Regions from separate parts of the Mus musculus genome. Here region 1 is linked to region 2. Evidence: chromatin contacts called from public HiChIP or PLAC-seq data. All regions are on one chromosome and are shown on one strand. The core of a region is the stretch at or near the end of the contact, and the rest is flanking DNA. Distances in the headings are between cores, read along the strand shown. Region 1 has its middle 47 kb from the start of Epb41l3. Region 2 has its middle 14 kb from the start of Lama1.

Region 1 (2,700 bases), core at 15-2,514, 1.4 Mb before region 2:
CCTCTATCTTTCATATTCTCTCTGTCCTTTTTATCAAAAATATTAATGGACCCACATAGCCATGTGTCATTTTTCAAGTTTATGAAGTCTGTTTGGGCTGTTAAAAAATGCCATAAACAGGGTAACTGATAAACAATAGAAGTCTATTTCTCATGGACTCAGACTCTGAGAATTCCAAGATAATGATTCCATTATAGTTAGTGTCTGGTGAGGACCCATTTTTCTCGTTCATGGATGTGACCTCTTGTCTGTACCTCACATCTTGGAAGGAGTCAGTGGCCTCCTTTGTGTCTCTTTCACAAAGATGTTGTTAACATTGTCCATCCTGAGGCCCTCGATTCAGGATCCAATCTTTTCATCTCTCCCAGGTCCCTCTACTCGACACTGTTCCCAAGGGAACTGGGGTCCAGGTCATGAGCATAGAGTAGTTTGAGGGTAGACATACCATTCAGACTATATAGCAAAGATGAGAAACAACACAACATAGCAACACAGATGGGACTTGGGGTGTGTTGTTTTCTTTCATAAAATTTTATGCAACTGCCTCTCTACTCTGACCCCTAAGTAAAAGATAAAAATGTAATGTCAAGAAGAAGAGAGAGATGAAGTAAATGCCCCAATTTTTCAATCCATCAATGTTTTTTTGTTCTAAAAGTAAGAACACCACATTATAGAGGCATGACGTAACTCTTTACAATGACCCCCACATTCCAAAAAAATGGGAAAACAGCCAAGCCACTGCCCAGGCAATCATCATCTGGGGAAGATCTTCAATGTGTCTACGGTAAAAGAATATTAAGCTAAGTGAGTTTTTATTTATGCAAAATACTTTAGATAATGGAAAATTTCCTCAGTCTTTGAAAACAGAAAGACAGTGAGCTAATCAAAAATAATTCAGCCGAAGTAAAGTCTTATTAGAAAATCATCCCATTTTAGTGGAATTTATTTTTTGGCTTTTGTTTTTTTAAATAAAAACGTTCATCGGGGTACTAGTCTTCTGTGTTGCCCAAATTAAAAGTCACAGTTTATTTAACAAGTAGATTTTGTTACAAAAATTAGTATAAAAATTATGTACAATGAATTTCAATACAAAAAGCAGTAGGCAAGTGTACAGACTCTAGTGCAGAGCTGCAAAATCAAAGGACTGGGAAATAAACAGAACACTAGAAGTCACGTTAGAGGGACACGTAGGACTGCCTAGTCCCCAGGAGTATCATCAAGCTTTGTTTGCATCACTACAGGGAACTATGGGTATCTGGAGACTTCTGGGAATGGCCTGTGTTAGCTCTGGCTTTGTCTATTGTCTACTTCCAAATCAATTGCCATTAAAAACCACTCTGTGCCTCTTGGCCATATCTCTTGGCATTGTTCCATCAGTCACATCACTATACAAACATGGGCTCCATGGAAGGACCAAACAGGCTAATGATGCTGCACTTGAGCATCATCCAGACCCTTAAGAAAAACAAGCACCAGGGCCCAGTCTCAGGGGAGAAGGACTTAATTATGGGTAGACTTCAATCACAAGCTGGGTAAAGGAACAGCGTGGCTGACAAAGCACGGACCTTTTCTTGGCCTGGTTCACTGTTTTGCTCTTAATTGCACATAACAAAACTAGGCTACTGAACTCTAATTCCATGGGACTCAGTATGTATATGGGAAAAGCCTTTTTCTTGTAGGGTCTTGTACTGAAATAAAATACCCAACACACACACACACACACACACACACACACACACTCACACACACACACACACACCCTTGCAGTTTACATTTTGATAGTAAATTATGTCTTTTCGCTCTGGGGTAGGCAATATTATGACATATGACTATGGTGCTGGGAATTGAACTGGGGCCTTGTACATATCTGGCAAGCACGCTAGCCCTGAGTTGCTTCCAGCTCTGTTTCTACATTTTAGTTTCAGGTGGCCTCTCCCAGGCTGCCCTGGCTGGCTTAGAACCCCTCTGTATCCCAGGCAGGCCTTGAACCTGCAGTCTCCCTGTCTCACCCTCTTGAAGCTACAGAGTCACAGACCCTGTGCTCTAGGTCAGCTCACCAAGCTGTTTAGAAGGCGGACATAAGAACCAGCTCTGAGGGCTGGAGAGATGGTTCAGCTATTAAAGAGCACTGGCTGCTCTTCTAGATGCCCCGAGTTCAATTCCCAGCAACTACATGGTGGCTCACAAGTATCTGTAATGGGGTCCGAAGCCCTCTGGTGTGTCTGAAGAAAGTGACAGTGTACTCATATACATATAAATAAATAATTCTAAAGAAGAGGAGGAGGAAGAGAGGGGAGGAGAAGCCAGCTCTATAAATGGCTTGCCTCTTTCACACAGATCTTAAGCATCAATTAATCAAATCAGAAAAACACTTCTCTACTGCCCTTATTTCTTCCAGAATTGAATAATCAAGAAACAGTGCTGGGTGACATGAGGTCATCAAGACAAAAAACTATCATAATTGGGAAGGTCTATGAATTAACAAGAAAATTACCTTCCTTGAAAGAATTAATTAAAACCTTATTAGAAGACTGTAAAACACTACATTATGAACACCTATTAAGTATGTAGAATTAATGGATTCACACCAGGTGTCTTACTTGCCACTAAAACTCTCAATGCTAAAATAGAAGTGTGGTTCAAAATGCTAGGCAATGTCTTCTGGGTACACAGCCATAACTTACTCACTATGGAGGGCAG
Region 2 (2,730 bases), core at 41-2,540:
CACCTTCCTCACTCACAAAATGTCTTCCTTCCTTCCTTCTTCCTTCCTTCCTTCCTTCCTTCCTTCCTTCCTTCCTTCCTTCCTTCCTTCTTTTCTTCCTGCTGCCTGTCTTCTTGCCTTCCTTCTTTCTATTCATCCCATCCCTGTTGAAAACACTGCCCTGATTTTTACATCTAGAGAGGTTTAACCAACTGTGTATTAAAGATACTGAAGAAAAATATTTTTCTGTCTATGTTGAACATGTACAAGCATGGCTTTGGCTGTTGTAAATACCCTTGAGATGGCCTGAGTCTATGGAGGATGTGTCTAGGCAGACATTATGCTAATATATATATATAGTATATATACTGTAGAGTTTGGCATCTGGGCATATCGCTAAAAAGACAGACACTTGTGATGTAACCATATCTGTTAAAGTAATCATATAGATTCTTTTTGTAAAGCCTTCCAGTATATTAAACAGATCTTTTATCTCTTGGGGAAGCTCCATATGGTGATAATGAGTTATTGATTCCATGTGGATTTAATTTCCCGGCATTTAGATAAGGAATTTTGCATCTTTACTTCTGAGGACTATGAGTTGATAGTATTCTTCGACTTGTCATGTACATTCATAGTTGTGATATCAGTATATTGTTGGCCTCAAAAATAAGTTGTAAGAGTTTCTTTTTGTATTTAATAGACCGAGTATAGAAAAGAATGTATTGTTTCTCATTTAAATGCCTGGTGTAGTTCATCAGGGAAGTTGACATAAGTTCTTCCTATGAGACCAGGCATGCCTTGTCCGTTTTGATGGTTTTCTACTTATTTACTGAAGCCGTTCTTTCTCGTTGAACTCAGAGCTCATCAATTCAGCTAACTGTCTGCTTTGCTCTGTGCTGAAAGATGGTTTTCTTAGGAGTAGAATTCCAGGGTGGCAGCTGTTTTCTTTCAGTCCTTGGAGGACTCCACTCTATTGTCATCCAGCTTGAGGGCTTTCGGATGCAGTCTTCCCTAAGCCTTATCTTTGCTTCCCCGAGGACAGTAGATCTTGCTCTCCTGTCTGCTCTCACAATTTAATCTTGGTGGTTCTCAGTGATTTGATGGTGCTGTGTCCTAACCCATTTTTCTTTTATTTGTTATGTACTGTGTGCTGTTCATTGTGATGCTTAGGTTTGTTCGCATGAGGGTTTGATGGAATTAAGAAAGTCTGGGCCACTGTTCCTTTAAACGTTTGTAGTCTTTCCTTGTATGTGTTCTTCTGGAATTCTAGTGGCTTGTGCAGGACACAGCACGATGTTATCCCGCAGGTTACTGTTACAGGGCCCATGACGTAGGGTCTTTTGTTCTCTATCTCTGCATTCTCGTAGCTTGGATCACTTTGTCTACAGATCGGATGAGCCTCCCTTCCCCATTATGAAATGCTAGTCTTCCTCAGTGACTCCTGACTTTGGTGACATATTTTTTTCAGGTCTCTAGAAATCCCCCTTAAGCTTTTTTCTCTTCTCTGGTCTTTCCTTTTTATCAAATCCATCCTCCTCCTCCTCTCGTTTTTGAGCATACAGATATTTTACAATCCTTCATCCGTTGTCACTACTGGATACTTTTCTCTGTCAATCAACTTTTCTTTTTAGCTCTTACTTCTCACTTTCTTTGTCTGTGGCTTACAACGGGATGCATTTTACTTGTTTGCATTCTAGATTTTTTTCTTCTGTCTCTTTTCTTTCTCAACTTCTAAATGGCAGTTCCGCAGCAGTTAAAGGTCAGGGTTATATCTTGAGGTCCTGTAAAATAAATAAAGACATAACCCAGTATCGCTGAGACAGGTCTGCAACCCTACCTTCTTGGGAGGTTGAAGCAAGACCTTCTCAAATTCAAGGCTAACTTGGGCAATTCTGTGAGAACTTATTTCAAAAGAACGTTAAAAAGAAATCTGAGAATATGACTCAGTAGTAGAACTTGCATGCTTGCATAGTTTGAAGCTCTGGGGTAAATCTGACTACCACTAAGCAAATAAAGAAACAAGCCACTAAATGAATTGAGTGAGTCCATTTGAGTCTTCAGGAAGATCTGCATGGGCTAAGACATTAGGGTGACTTTGGACAATGTGATACCCATGGTGTGTCTGAGACGCCAAAGCTTTTAAATTCAGACCCCAGTTTAGAGAACCTGACCTAAGTTTGAACTCAGGTAGACTAACAGTCTCGTATCGAGCATTAGTTTCCAAGTTGCTCCCCAACAGAACCCGAGCCTTGCCCCAACAGAACCCGAGTCTCTAGGCCAATCCCCAACAAGAGCAGAGTTTCCAGGTTACACCCCCAACAAGACCAGTGTCTCCAGGTTATTCCCCCAACAAACCTGCACCCCCAGGTTACAAGCCCACCCCCTGCCTAACGACCACCAATGCAGAGGGGAGCAGAAGTTAAGTTTATGATATGACTCCCAGCACCAGCCAATTATGCTAAAGACCACAGTAACTTTCCAATTAAATGCTTGCACACATATTCCCTGCTTGCTGTTTACTCTAAAGCCTTGCCCCACAGACATTCGGGGCTCCCCCACCACCAAAACTTTCCTGGATGATGGTGGTACTTTGGGGGGGGGGCTGAGCTAGCTCAAATAGAATAAAGACCCTGCTGTGAGTTGCATCAGATCAGCTCCTGTGTGTGTTTTTTGGGGATCACTAACCCAAGCACCCTGGCACAACACCTCCTACTGTCTTCTGTAGCAAATTATGTATTAAAGTGTGCA

The links. HiChIP or PLAC-seq counts read pairs in DNA pulled down with a chosen protein or histone mark.
Region 1: a contact with region 2 is called in an H3K27ac HiChIP or PLAC-seq map of extraembryonic endoderm stem cells, with 15 times the contacts expected there. The contact joins two enhancer-like sites. A contact is called at or near these places in 1 of 39 promoter capture datasets (liver) and 3 of 115 datasets of contacts at active chromatin or transcription factors (astrocytes, extraembryonic endoderm stem cells and stem cell-derived neural progenitor cells).

The regions. Positions count from the first base shown.
Region 1 is chr17:69,111,170-69,113,869 of GRCm38.p6, reverse strand. It overlaps a transcript of Epb41l3 not described here. Among named protein-coding and RNA genes, the nearest start is that of Epb41l3, 47 kb to the left of the region's middle. Within about 2 kb of position 1,264, at least 5 of the 459 cell types and tissues checked have an H3K27ac peak or open chromatin away from gene starts, as enhancers often do. A contact at or near this core is called in extraembryonic endoderm stem cells, where this site is marked.
Region 2 is chr17:67,681,896-67,684,625 of GRCm38.p6, reverse strand. No RefSeq gene overlaps it. Among named protein-coding and RNA genes, the nearest start is that of Lama1, 14 kb to the left of the region's middle. Within about 2 kb of position 1,290, at least 11 of the 459 cell types and tissues checked have an H3K27ac peak or open chromatin away from gene starts, as enhancers often do. A contact at or near this core is called in extraembryonic endoderm stem cells, where this site is marked.